2 separate regions of the Callithrix jacchus genome follow, and region 1 is linked to region 2. The links are chromatin contacts, called in public Hi-C maps. All regions are on one chromosome and are shown on one strand. The core of a region is the stretch at or near the end of the contact, and the rest is flanking DNA. Distances in the headings are between cores, read along the strand shown. Region 1 overlaps RAP1GAP2 (RAP1 GTPase activating protein 2). Region 2 overlaps RAP1GAP2 (RAP1 GTPase activating protein 2).

The links. A called contact is a pair of places that touch in the nucleus more often than the background predicts.
Region 1: a contact with region 2 is called in a Hi-C map of skeletal muscle, with 6 times the contacts expected there. The contact joins two enhancer-like sites. A contact is called at or near these places in 3 of 3 Hi-C or Micro-C datasets (induced pluripotent stem cells and skeletal muscle).

What each region holds. Positions count from the first base shown.
Region 1 is chr5:65,445,847-65,453,112 of calJac240_pri, reverse strand. All of the region lies in intron 3 of RAP1GAP2 (RAP1 GTPase activating protein 2), which reads left to right. Among named protein-coding and RNA genes, the nearest start is that of RAP1GAP2, 51 kb to the left of the region's middle. Within about 2 kb of position 5,057, at least 3 of the 16 cell types and tissues checked have an H3K27ac peak or open chromatin away from gene starts, as enhancers often do.
Region 2 is chr5:65,288,876-65,295,723 of calJac240_pri, reverse strand. RAP1GAP2 (RAP1 GTPase activating protein 2) reads left to right here. Exons shown (of 25, transcript XR_013535393.1): 15 at 3,997-4,068; 16 at 4,572-4,658; 17 at 6,591-6,725. Among named protein-coding and RNA genes, the nearest start is that of RAP1GAP2, 210 kb to the left of the region's middle. Within about 2 kb of position 3,068, at least 13 of the 16 cell types and tissues checked have an H3K27ac peak or open chromatin away from gene starts, as enhancers often do.

The DNA.
Region 1 (7,266 bases), core at 3,808-6,307, 160 kb before region 2:
AAATCGGCAACAACAAAAGCTCCCAAAACCTCAACCTGGAATAATTATCATGAAGGAAACAAGCCAGCAGCTAGCTGCAGAATCACTGAGGGGGTGCCCTGCAGGTGGGTGGTCAAGGAATCCCTCTCTGGGAGGCAGCATTCTTTTGGGACAGGTCTGTGGTAGAGAAAATGACCCAGTTAATCCCCCACCTTCTTTTTTTGAAGTGGAGTCTTACTCTGTCGCCCAGGCTGGAGTGCAGTGGTGTGATCTTTGCTCACTGCAACCTCCGCCTCCCGGGTTCAAGTGATTCTCTTGCCTCAGCCTCCTGAGTAGCTGGGATTATAGGTGTGCACCACCATGCCTGGCTACTTTTTTGTATGTTTAGTACAGATGGGGTTTTGCCATATTAGCTCGGCTGGTCTCCCAACTCTTGCCCACCTCGGCTTCCCAGAGTGCTGGGATTACAGGCTTGAGCCACTGCACCTGGCCTAATTTCCCCATTTGATGGTTCAGTTGTGTTACGTCATTAATCATTAATAAAATCCCCTGCCTCCTGCTGCCTTGCAGGGTGGGCCGGTTTGGGCTTGAGAGAGTTTCCATCCAGGTTCTCCAAGAAAGGCAAGAGTGTTGCCTTCCCAGAGTCATGAAGAATGCACTTCTCATCACCAACATGGGGCCCCATGAAGGTCCCTGCTGGCCTTGGCCGGGGATGGTCTTGGAACACCTTTCCCCCGTATCCCCTGTCATATATAAGGTGAGATGGACACTGTTCATAGCACCCATGCTCTCAGCCCAGCTTGCCAGAACCTTGAAACTGATCCAGTGTATTCAAAAGCAGGACATTATTAGCACACTTTGGTCCTTTAGTTATCAGCTGCGATCCATCATTTGTGACCCACATAGCCCCATTCTGCCTTGTGATACCCAGTGAGTGAGGGGCTGGGGCCAGGGTTGGAGGAAATGGCCAGAAGCAAAGAGTTTGGAGCCTTGAGTAGAAGGAAGATGGCTAGTGCAGTTTCTGAAGCTGCTTTGTGACTTGGAGGGTTTTTTCCCTGTAAGAGTAGAGAGGGAGTTGCCTACATGAAAGAGCCGTGCTTAGAACAGGAGTGATGTAGGCTAGACAGCCAGAAGGACTTTCCTTTTGGAAAGGGTGGAAAAGCCCCAGGAAGCAGGCCTGGTGGGAAGCTGGCAAATTGCAGGCCTGCAGTTGCTCAGCAGGAGGTTTGGAGCTCAGCTCCCGGCAGGGAGGGGCGAAGCTTGGGGAGACTGTGTCAACAGGGAACATGAGCTTTGTGTTTACCTTTTAGGCTAAAAGGACTTAATGTCAGGGTGGGAAGGTTCATTAACACATCAATGAGATAGAGTCCAGAGTCTGTCCGGAGGAAACTGTGGTCCCTAAGCCAAGCCGGAAAGCCTTTGATTATACCCAGCAAGAGGGGCATTTTCCCTCTGGAAAGGAAGAGCCAACCCAGAGTTCTTCAGGGACTGATAGAGGAGAAAGAGACGAATTCAGACAACAGGGAAATAAACTAGAGTTTAGTAAGAATTGGGTAAAAGGGTCCTCAACCTATGAATTTTCTAGTTAGCCAGGCGTGTGAGCTAGCCAACCAACCCCTGGCAGGATCCACAGTGAACCGGGTGGTTTGCTGGAAATTGAATGGAAGGCGAAGTCAGTGTCCCTGCCTCATCTGGTCCCGGCCGCACACTGGCCTGGTATCCCCATCCCTGCACACGTAAGGTACTGGCTACTAGTCCTAGCCCAGACACACCCTGAAGTGCCTCGGTCTGTTTTTTTTTTTTTGGACCGAGTCTCGCTCTGTCTCCCATGCTGCAATGCAGTGATACGATCTTGGCACACTACAATCTCTGCCTCCTGGGTTCAAGCGATTTGCCTGGCTCAGTCTCCCAAGTAGCTGGGATTACAGGCGCCTGCCACCACACCTGGCTAATTTTTGTATTTTTAGTAGAGATGGTGTTTCACCATGTTGGCCAGACTGGTCTTGAACTCCTAATCTCAAATGATCCACCCACACTGGCCTCCCAAAGTGCTGGGATTACAGGCCCGGCCAACTTTGGCTATTTTGAATAAAACTGCTGTGAACATGTTCATGCCAGTCTTTGTGGAGAGCACGCATGCTCACCAAATCCTTGCAGCAGCTAATAGGATTGCAATATTGTTATTCCCGTTTTACAGATGAAGACACTGAGACTCCGAGGGGGTTAGATCCTATTCCCAGGCCACAGAGATAGTCAAAGCTGGGGGTGGGATTCTAACCCAGGTTTGTCTGACTGCAGCATCTGCGTTTTTATTCCCTCACTGTAGTGTTTTTGCATTACAGCTGTTTGGGGCCATTAAGCATAGGGACAAATGGACATTTCCTCTCAATGGTCTGTCAGTTTCTAACTGCATTTTAGCTTACTACACTAGTTGCTATTGATAATCAAGGATCTGAGTCACCATGAAAAGATTCCACCAAACCTGTCTTTAAAGGACAGCAACATGGAAGGTGTGTGAGAGACATTGCTAGCTAGGGTCATGACAGTATCAGCAGGCTAGCAAGGAAGCACACCAACAGTTTTGCTTCCCAAAGCTCCAGTGCTCTGGAAATCTCACATAGTTGTAATTTACCATCTCCCAGAGAAGCCAGGCACAGAAAGCGTTACTGGATATATAAAATAGTATATAAATAATCTGTATATAAGAAACCACTTTGTTCTCTGTAGAGCCACACAGAATAGGGTTTTGGAGAGTCTGCTGGTTCTCGCTTTGAAAGATGTTGCTAAGCAATGTTACTAATATTATGGAAAGACAGCTTCCCTCCCGGCTTTTCCGCTCGGCCCCAGAAACCCTTGAGTTGGAAGTGCTTTCAGGAGTAGCAGCAGCTGGGGAGGTTTGGTAATCGGTGAGGTGGGGCCAGGGACCTTGGGTTGGAAATGGATTGTGCTGCTGGCCACCCAGCCCTTGGCCTCATCAGCCCCTCATTTTCTGGACTGACTCCTAGGCAGCATCTATGCAAAATAACACCTCTTCATGTTCATCAGAAATTTCACACACAGAAGGATCCTTCTGAATGTTTTCACTGTGGGAAAAATTATTGTAGTCATGCTGCTTAGCAAAAATTCAAAAATCCATAAATGAACTTCAGAAAAGAAAGTCTTTTTAAATAACTTCAGTAACCCAAGGGCTATATGAAGAACTTCTTTCTTCCTCTACCCACTCTCCATAATCCCTGAACAGGAAGTCAGCAGGGTTCTGATTGACATCGTGCACTGCAGGCTCCCCCTTCATGGCTCTGGGTACTGGAGTGCTGAGTGCCCACGGCTGAGTGGGATCTGTGGATTTCCTCGGCGTGGTTTCCTTTCTTCGGAGCTCGGAAATGCCACACAAGTCATGGAGACTGTTTCCAAAACCTGAGCCAGTTTAGATCCTCTGCTTAATATGATGTCTGTGGCCCCAGGAAAGTTGGCTGAACTGAGGTTTCCCAGGCTTGTCTTTGAGGCCTCCCAGCCATGCCTGGGACCCTATTGTGGTGGGATGGAGCTCTTGGGGCTAGTTGTGGGCTCTGGGAGGGGATTTTAGAAGTGGGGAAGAGAGGCAGTATGTTGGCAAAGATTCTTCTTCCTGTGTCTCTCTCTTCTCTTTCTTTCTTTCTTTCTTTCCTTCTTTTTTTTTTTTTTTTGAGATGGAGTTTCGCTCTTGTTACCCAGGCTGGAGTGCAATGGCACGATCCCGGCCCACCGCAACCTCCGCCTCCTGGGTTCAGGCAGTTCTCCTGCCTCAGCCTCCTGAGTAGCTGGGATTACAGGCACGCGCCACCATGCCCAGCTAATTTTTTGTATTTTTAGTAGAGACGGGGTTTCACCATGTTGACCAGGATGGTCTCGCTCTTTTGACCTCGTGATCCACCCGCCTCGGCCTCCCAAAGTGCTGGGATTACAGGCTTGAGCCACCGCGCCTGGCACTCTTTCTTTTTGAATTGGTTATTTATTTATGAGACAAAGTCTTGCTTTGTTGCCCAGGCTGGAGTGCAGTGGCATGATCTTGGCTCACTGCAAACCCAGCCTCCTGGGCTCAAGCAGTTCTCCTGCCTCAGCCTCCTGAGTAGCTGGGATTGCAGGCACCCACCACCAAGCCCGGCTAACTTTTGTATTTTTATAGAGCTGGGGTTTCACGTTGGCCAGGCTGGTCTTGAACTCCTGACCTCATGTGATCCACCCACCTTGGCTTCCCAAAATGCTGGGATTACTGGCGTGAGCCATCGTGCCCAGCCCATCTTTCTCTTTTCAAAATAGAAACTGCAAATGATTTCAGTATTTCCCTTCCCCCACTGTCTTCCAGCCTCCATCCTCCCACTCTGTCTTCCTCCTGAGGGGGCATCCTAGAGATGCAACTGTGTTGTAGCTCAGCAGGGGGCGCTGATGCACCCGCCAAGAGTGGAGGTTTCCTACCAGTACAGGTGTGAGTGTTCAGCTGTGTGCTAGGGGGCTTCTGAATGATTATGCCCTTGCAGGTGTGTGTATTTGTATACCCTCAAGGGAAGAAGAGAGCGGGGGTGCTGGCCTGTCCTTTTCAGCGCTCTGTTTATAACCCTTTTGTTGCTCCAAAGATTGTGTTGTCCATGGAATGAATGGCTGGGACCTGCCTGTAAAGGGGAAGGGCAAGGTGTCTGAAGACACCTGGTTTTCATCAAAGGCCCCAGCCTCCTTGCTCCATAGCTCCTCTTGCCCCCACTCACCCCCAACCGCAGCCCTGAGAGGTGGCAGTCATTCTGCTGAGCAGTGGGGTGCTGGGAGTTGGAGGCTGGGCAGGGCGAGGAGGTGGAGTCTGCTGCAGGCTGGCTCTCTGATCGGGGCACAGGCCTGGGGCTGATTCCTGCTTTCTTATGGACATGTCTCCTGGAGCTGGTTCCCAGGCACAAAAGGCCCTTTTCTTCAGGGCCAGGCATGCGTGTCTGTCTGCCTCAACCCACTGGCCCCTTAGGAACGGGCTGTGCAGCTGTCTGCTCTCTGTTCATGATTAACTTCCCTGTCTCCCGCCCCAGGCCTGATTCCCACCCAGGCCCCCTCAGCCTTTCTAGTTCCCGGGACTGGGAGAGACCTGGGTTGGCAGCTGCCTGGCTCTGGGACGACTATGGGCTCTGGAGGCTGGAACAGGCCACGGAGATCCTGTGAGCTGGGACCTGGAGGGAGACCCTTTCACTGACTGCTGCGGTCCTCACTTCCCGTAGTCTGCATGTGTTTTTCTTAGCTCACCCCAAAGTGCCTCATGAATGTGGCCTTAGAGCACGGTAATGTGAAAATTCTTCCCTGTCCGTTCTCTTTTGAACTGGGATTTTTTTTTCAAGGAAAAAAATGGTTTGGTGCAGATGTGTCACTAGCACCTAACACCGCCTGCTTTTTTAAGGAAGGTGCTTCAAGCTTAGAGCTTTTGTCAGGCAACAGTATTGAGGTAAAATTTGATAAATTTATATTTGTTTTCATGGTAGAAATGGCAAGTGAGAACGGATTTTCATTCAGGGTTCAATAACGTTTTCTTGTAAAATTAAGTAAAGGCCGGCCTCGGTGGCTCACATCTGTAAACCCAGCACTTCGGGAGGTTGAGGCAGGTGGATCACCTGAGGTCAGGAGTTTGAGACCAGCCCGGCCAACATGGAGAAACCCCATCTCTACTGAAAATACAAAAATTAGCCGGGTGTGGTGGCGAATACCTGTAATCCCAGCTACTTGGGAGGCTGAAGCAGGAGAATTGCTTGAACCCAGGAGGTGGAGGTTGCAGTGAGCTGAGACCACACCACTGCACTCCAGCCTGGGCGACAGAGCAAAACAACATCTCAAAAAATAAATAAATAGGCCGGGCACGGTGGCTCAAGCCTGTAATCCCAGCACTTTGGGAGGCCAAGGCGGGTGGATCACGAGGTCAAGAGATCGAGACCATTCTGGTCAACATGGTGAAACCCCGTCTCTACTAAAAATACAAAAAATTAGCTCAGCACGGTGGCACGTGCCTGTAATCCCAGCTACTCAGGAGGCTGAGGCAGGAGAATTGCCTGAACCCAGGAGGCGGAGGTTGCGGGGTGCCATTGCACTCCAGCCTGGGTGAAAAGAGCGAAACTCCGTCTCAAGAAATAATAAATAAATAAAAATAAAATAAATAAATAATTAAAATTAAGTGAAAAGGTAAGTTGATGTAATTAAAACAAAATAATGAACAGCAGAGCAGCATGATGTTAAGACAAAGAACCGTGGAGGTGGTGGTGAATGGCCCAGCTGTGGAGACCTTTGGCTGGGCTCACTGCACACAGTGGCCGGAAATGGCCTTGTTTTGTGGTTTGCTGTGTGTTAACCCCGTTAGTTTTGGGCAGGGATGGTTTTCCATTTTTTTCCCTTGCCCTGGTCGCTCGCATAAAGCTGGACATACTGTGCGTGTTTCATAAATGCTGGTGGAACAGGTAGGCCTAGCATTGATGGTGGTTCCACTGTCTTTTATTGATGGGTCTTCTCGTGCTTTGGGGTTCCCTCTGTGGGGTGCGGGGTGTGGGTGTGATGGCTGTCGGGGCTGGAGTGGGAGTTAAGGAGGGAACTGCTGTCTATGCCCTGGAGGTGGCAAGTTTGTAGGGCAGGTGCAGAAGGATGGAATCTCGCCACCAGGAACATTCTACCTCTTAGAGACTCAGGAGTCAGGGTCTGAGAGGTTATGGTTTTTTGGGGACAGCCTTGTGTTTGCAGCCACATTGGGGTTGTGGAGGGACTGAGAGGGCTGGGAACTCCAGAATAAGAGAAAGAATAATAGAACTTGCTGGGTGGATTTGGTACCTTCATCATCCCAATTCCCTGTTGTTGTTTGAAGAGATGTGGTCTCACTATGTTGCCCAGGCTGGTCTAGAACTTCTGGTCCCAACTCAAGTGATCCACCTGCCTCGGCCTTCCCAAATGCTGGGATTACAGGTGTGAGCCCTCCTGTTACCCACGTGACCTTAACTAGCACTTGACTTGAACTAGCTCCCACACTCGCACCTGCTGGGAAGGAGGGTCCAGCCTTCTGCTGAGATGCAGCCTTCTGTGTGTGGATAAAATACACCCCATGCTAGGACAGACCTAAGGCCAGCACCCTCATCACTGTCTCTGCCATTTAGCAGAAGCAGTCCATCAGCTACCCTGTGGGTACTTGGGTGCTGTGTGCTACAGCGAGGCAGGAGAGCTGGAGGAGAAGCTCTGGGCTGTGCTGCTGCTCTTCCCTCTTCTCCACCAAGGACACTCATTTATTCTTTTTCCAGACCAATTCTT
Region 2 (6,848 bases), core at 1,819-4,318:
CCAGCTAAATTTTTGTATTTTTAGTAGAGACAGGGTTTCGCCACATGGGCCAAGCTGGTCTCGAACTCCTGCTCTCAGTTGATCTGCTCGTCTCAGCCTCCCAAACTGCTGGGATTACAGGTGCGAGCCACCACAGCCAGCCCATTTCTTGAAGGCTGAATGATCACTTGCTTTGAGTGAAATGGGCATTCACTGCTTGATTCATGTGTTGGTGGAAGCACGTTGACTCACTCAGTGCCTACTGTGTGCCAAGCACCATGCTGAAGTGGGGCTCATGGAGGTAACAGAATCAGCCTCAGGGCCTTCCTGATGCCGGAGAAGGGACACAAGAACCAGTGAGTGCAGGTCAGCCACTGGGCAGCTCTGCTAGTCACCTGTTTCTTTTAATAGACAGTAGAAGAGGAGGAACTACTGATGAAGCCGTGTGATAGGAGCGCCCCAAACCCTCTGGCAGGATGAGGCCTCCTGTAGATGTTTAGCGTTTGCTTCTCATTCCTAATAGGAAATGCGTCTCAGCTAACTGGCTTCTCCGCTTTCCTGAGACCTTAGCCGAGTGGTACACCCATACAGAGAAAACTTGGAGATCCAAAAAAGCACCACTCCACCTGCAGCTTTGCTGCTAGAAGTCTTTACCCATTCTTCTTTTTTTTCCAATACGGAGTCTTGCTCTGTCACCCAGACTGGAATGCAGTGGACTGATTACGGCTCACTGCAACCTCCGCCTCTTGAGTTCAAGCAATTCTCCTGCCTCAGCCTCCCAAGTAGGTGGCATTACAGGTGCCCGCCACCACACCTGGCTAATTTTTGTATTTTTAGTAGAGACAGGGTTTCACCATGTTGTTCAGGCTGACCTTGAACTCCTGACCTCATTATCCACCCGCCTCAGTCTCCCAAAGTGCTGGGATTACAGTCATGAGCCACCGTGCGTGGCCTCAATTTTTGTATTTTTAGTAGAGACAGGGTTTCACCATGTCGTCCAGGTCAGTCTTGAACTCCGGACCTCATGATCTCCCCCCATCATTCTCCCAAAGTGCTGGGATTATAGGTGTGAGCTATTATCGCACCTGCTGTCTTTACCCACTCTTCTAAGCCACAAAGCATAGCATTGTCCTCAGAGGCGGGATGAGAAGCAGAGAGGCAGGGCTCCTGGGAGGAGCAGGCTGTGGGACCTTGATTGTGCACCACCTGCCAGGCAGACACTGAGGCTAGAAGGCAAGATGTGTGAATGGGGCCAGGGAGGGGGACCAGCCCTCCAAGGTACTCCCCAAAGCACTGTCCATGCACACTCTCAGCAGCACCCCAGGTGATTAATAGACTGTGAGGAGGACCTGGTTAGATCCCCAGGGGTCCTGAGTGAAACAGGACCTCAGCTGAGCTCTGCAGGCTCAGGGGCTAGGGCAGAGAAGGCTGAGCATGCCCCAGGAGGTCTCCACTGGGGCGGGTGAGCAGAAGAAAGAAGAGTCAGAGAGGGCTGGGGCTGGGTATGTGAAGAAGGGCTCCTTTCTGTCCCCGGAGGGGCTGGGGAGTCTTGGGTTCTGGTCCTGGCTCTGCCTCTGCTGTGTGACCTCGTGGCAGTTCCTTCCCTCTCTGGCCTCTATTTTTGTCTGTGTGAAATGAGGAAGTTGGAGTAGACAACCTGCGGCTTCCCGCCCTGACATCCTGCGGGAGGGAGGAGGGATGGTTGGGAGTGTGTGTGGCGGGTTGCCAGGTGGTTTGGGGGTAGTCTGCACATTTCAGGAGCCCTTTACTGGGCGCAGGTCAGCCGGGGAAGTCAAAAGGGCACTGGGCGACAGTGGTGACCCCTCACCAGCTGCTTGCTCAGGCCAGGCACGGTGCTGGGTCCTTAGACACAGTCTCGAAACCTGACAAGCCGCTGGTGAGACAGGACCCCTCCTTATCAGGAGGAAACAGAAGCTGAGAGCTGGACTCACTTAAGCCCTGAGGCTACAGAGGCAGGGGCCATGGGGCTGAGGTTCCTGTCTGGGTCTGCCTGTGGTCTTGGTCATTGAGCCATCAGAGCAGGCGGGAAATTAGCTCCATGGACTCAGGCGTGCAAGAAGCATCGCACTGGATTATTTTTCAGAAATGAGTTTGTGAGAATGGAAGGAAAGTCCAGCTCAGCCATCACTAGGACTGCCCCCTTGCCCTTCTCCACCCTGTCCTGCCTCCCACTCCTGAAGTCCTCGAAGGCCTCAGGAATCTCATGCCAGGGAAGGTCCTGTCTCTGTAGCCCCTCCCCATTCCCCGTCATGACTGGTTTGCTGCTTGGACAGGGCCCTGTGCGCCACCACAGCTCCTAGGCCACCCTTGGGCCTGGGGCCTTTGTCAAGTTTTCAGCTTTCTTAGGTCCCCAGTGCATCCTTATGACTCATACCAAGCTCCTTCCTCCTTTCAGCTGTGAGGGCCCTTCCCTAGGGTCCCCTACATCTGCCTCCCTCCCTCCAAGCCCTCTCCAGAGGCCGGCACTGAAATTAGAAGCAGGAAGGTGGGGTTGTATTCAGGCAACTTCTGCTTTCAGCTGAGTGACCCAGATGTCCCAAGAGAAGGGAACAACGAAGGTTGGGCTGCCTGGTTGGAACTGGGGTCAGGAGAGGCGCACAGTGAGGGTGGGAGGGGAAGGGTCCCAAGAAAGGACCCTGTCCCCTGCGAGGCCCACGGGGCTGCTGCTGTGGGACTGTCTAGCTGGAGAGTGTGCCTGAAACCACTTAACAGTCAGCACAGACCACTCTGATGAAGGCTGGAGAAGAAAAGAGGAGGAGGGGTGGGAAGGGAGAGCTGGGCCTGCCCCTTGGCCTCTGTCCCAGGTGCCTGCAGTCTGCAGCCTCATAGCCTCCCTACACCCCCAGCCCTGATTCTGGCTCCAGGAGTGAGTTCTTGACTCGGGCGGCTAGTGCCTGGTGGATGGTCAGAGGGAACCAGCTCGGGAAGAAAAAGCCTGTATTGACCAGCTCTCTTCTGCTCCAGACTCTGGCAGGGCCTTTCCTTGGCTTGGTGCCCAGCTGCCTGCTTGCCTAGCCTGGTAAACTCTGCATCTGCCCTACTTCACAGGCCGGGGAGGCTGGCAGCATGCCAGGGCCGGGCTCACGTCAGCAGCCACTCAGGGAAGGGAGGGCAGTCTCCAAAGAGCTCCCCAGCCTCATGGGCTGTGGACAGGTGAAATCAGGGCACTGCTGTGCAGAGGGAAGGTGGAGGCTGGGGCCTGTCCCCCACCTGGGAGACCCCCATCCAGAGAACCTGGAAGCTGTCACTCCAACATCTAGGCTCGCTCAGGCTGCCAGAGGTGGGAACCCCACCTTCAATTCCTAGTCTGGGCCCCAGACTGGCTGACGCTGTGCGTATGGCCAGGGCTCCCAAACATGGGTCCATGGGCTACACAAGAGCTTCTAGGGGGCTTTGCCTCCAATTCAGCAGGGTTGGGACGAAGCCCATGAAGCCAGTATTTATTGTTTAAACACTTGAAGCAATTCTGCAGCAATTCTGATTCATGGCTGAGTTTAGGAGTCAGGCTTGGGAAGAGAACCCCAGAGCTGGGTGGGGAGAGGTCTGATGCTCTGTTCCTCTTGTGGCTAATCACCTGTGTGACACGGAGACCTCTGTGTATCTCTGGGTGTCTGTTTCCTCATCAGGGAGCAGCAGTTCTCCTTGTGCCTTCTCAGTAGGATTAGCATGGCGGTGGAACGAGGCTGTGAGATAGCATCTTGTGGGTACCTGCGCTGCATTGTAACTAGGCTCCTAGCCCTGTCCAGTCATCTGGCCAAACCTGCTTCTGGCCTCTAGGAATGCAGAGGAGAGGCTGCAGGTGACTTCTCTCCGTCCGGCCCCCTTCTAGGAACAGTGGCTGGGGCCTGAGCCGGAGATGCTCACAGGAGAATTTTCTTTGTACTCTGGGAGGGGGAGGAAGAAGGAGGTAAGTGGCTTTGCTGTGAGAAGTGTGGCTCCCTAGGGCCAGCACTCACCTCCTCCCTCCAGGTCATGCCGTGACTCTGTTTCATTCAGGTCTCTGTCACTGCGCGGGAAGATGTGCCCACCTTTGGCCCACCTCTGCCGAGTCCCCCTGTTTTCCAGAAGGTAGGATGCTCTTCCTTCTGCTCCGCTCACATCTGCAACACCAGGTCCCAGGGCTTGAGTGGCAGGTTGGGATGGGGCCGACGTCAGGCTGGAAACAGGGAGATCCTTTTGCAAGTTTGGGAGGACCCTCCTTTCTTGGGGTCTCCCCACCTCTTTCATGCTGCCAGTCTGGCCCAGCATAGGACCACTGGTTGGGTTATTTGACACTGAGGTTGCCTTTCTGCTAAAAGAAGGGTTTTTATGTCAAGCCCTGGTCACAGGAGCCTTGGGCAGGAATGATCTCCAGACACAGGGGTGCCACTGAGGCTTCCCAGGACCACGGACACGGGTTTCCATGTTGGCATATTAGCAAGCGGGCTTGGCCTGGGCTAGAAATGACCGGCTACCAGAAGGGACCTTTCGGGGCTCTTCCCACGCCCCCAGCTCCGCCTGCCTGTCCCTTTGGCTGAAGATCTGGCAGCAGCCGAGAGTGGGAGACCTGAGGGCTGTCTTGTCTGTTCCAGGGCGCAGAATTCAGGGAGTTTCTTCTCACCAAGCTCACCAATGCCGAGAATGCCTGCTGCAAGTCAGACAAGTTTGCAAAGCTGGAGGTGAGACTGTGGGTTCTGGAAGGTCTCCTCCTGCCCGCTGGGCCTCCTGTTAGCCTCATCCGGGGATCCTCCATCCTCTTTTTGAGACAGAGTCTTGCTCTGTCGCCAGGCTCGAGTGCAATGGCGTGAACTTGGCTCACTGCAACCTCCACCTCCTGGGTTCAAGCCATTATTTGCCTCAGCCTCCTGAGTAGCTGGGATTATAGGTGTGCGCCATCACGCCTGGCTAATTTTTATAGTATTTTTTTTTTTTTTTTTTTGGAGACAGAGTCTCACTCTGTTGCCCAGGCTAGAGTGCAGTGGTGCAGTCTTGGCTCACTGCAACCTCCGCCTCCTGGGTTCAAGTAATTCTCTTGCCTCAGCCTTTAGACTAGCTGGGACTACAGGTGCATGCTGCCATGCCTGGCTAATTTTTTGTATTTTTAGTAGAGGTGTTTTAGTAGGATTTCACCATGTTGCTCAGGCTGGTCGCAAACTCCTGAGCTCAGGCAGTCCACCTGCCTCAGCCTCCCAAAGTGCTGGGATTACAGGCGTGAGCCACCATGCCTGGCCTTATTTTTGTATTGTTAGTAGAGATGGGGTTTCTCCATGTTGGCCCGGCTGGTCTTGAATTCCTGATCTCAGGTGATCCACCTGCCTCAGCCTCCCTTGCTGGGATTATAGGTGTGAGCCACCGTACCCAGCCAGTCAGTCATTTTTAAAGCTCCTACTATATGTCAGGCCCTGTTCTGTTTCCTAGGATATGGGAATGAGTGAGACAGTTTCTGTCCCTCTAGAGCTCACAGGATGGTGGGAGGGGGTCTTTACTAATAGACAATTATAGCACACTGTGCCAGTGCTAGGCTGCGATGGAGGTCAGCACAGCTCAGATAGTGACTACTTCTGCCTGTGGGGGTTTGAGGGTGTGTTTAGAGAAGGCTTCTTGGAGGAGGGGGCCCATGTGCAGCTGAATCTTGAAATTGGATGAACCTTCTACCTGGAGGAAAGATGGGGGAAGGGAGGGTTGACCTGGCATGGGAAACAGCATGAGAAAAGGCCAAGAAAAACCAGAGACCGACTTCCTGAGGGAGCTCCTGAGGGTTTGCTGTGGCCTAAGGACCCATGGGGGCTGGAATGGTGGGAGACACAGCTGGAGATGTTGGTTGGATCGGATCCAGAAGGGCTTAGAGTTGGAGGAGCTAGCACTAGGCTGCTAGCAAAGTGCTTAGTCAGGAGAGTGAGGGGTTCGACGTATATGCCAGAGGGATTGTCTGTCATTGAGAGTGACGGTGGTGACAGGGCAAGAGGTGCAGGAAGGTGGCCAGTTAGAAGCCATTTACCAGAAATCCAGGAGAGATGACAGAGGCTTCTGTTGTATGGGAGGAAATGGTTCCAGTCAGGATTGGGAAGACTTGCTGGACTCCTGGCTGTAAGTGCTGGGGGAAGTGGCATTGGTTGTAGGGTGATTCTTAGGCCTTCGGCCTGGCCTCTTTGATGACACGGTGGCCGAGTTGTGCCTGTGAAGGCCGGATTGCTGAAAGGTCCAGTCCTCATCTGTATGAATGGCAGCCCCTGGCGTCCACGTGCGTGGCTCTGGACGAGCATCTGGATGGAGAAGAGTGGTGGGCAGTTGGGTGCGTGGATGTCAAGGTGGGGCAGAGGCTGACCTGGGACTCACTCTTCCTTCTGCTCCTCTGCCACCGAGGTGGAGCTGTGGCAGTTGTGGGAAGACCTGGGGAGAAGGCCACGGGGAGTAGAGTAGGGGGTCGGGCTCGTAGCTTTCTTCTCAGCTATAGTATTTGTGAGCATGAAGCTCAGCTCAGCTGTAGGTCCATGCTGTGGCTAGGCTGGGCAAAATGCCAATCCCTAGGTCAGGTGTCTGGAGCTCAGGAGGAGAGGGTACATTTCGGCTCTCAGAGCCTACTTCCCCATCCTCACCCTCTTCCCTTCTAGGACCGGACCAGGGCTGCCCTCCTGGACAACCTTCACGACGAGCTCCACGCCCACACGCAGACCATGCTGGGACTGGGCCCAGAGGAGGACAAGTTTGAGAATGGAGGCCACGGGGGATTCCTGGAGTCTTTTAAGGTACGTGCATAAGAGTGACTGACGGTGGCTGTGGCAGGGGTGTGGGGGGCAAAGAAAGGAAGTGGTTCAAGGTCCATGGGATGCTGACCCCAGAGCCCAAGGGCCAGCTAAAGGGGTGACAGG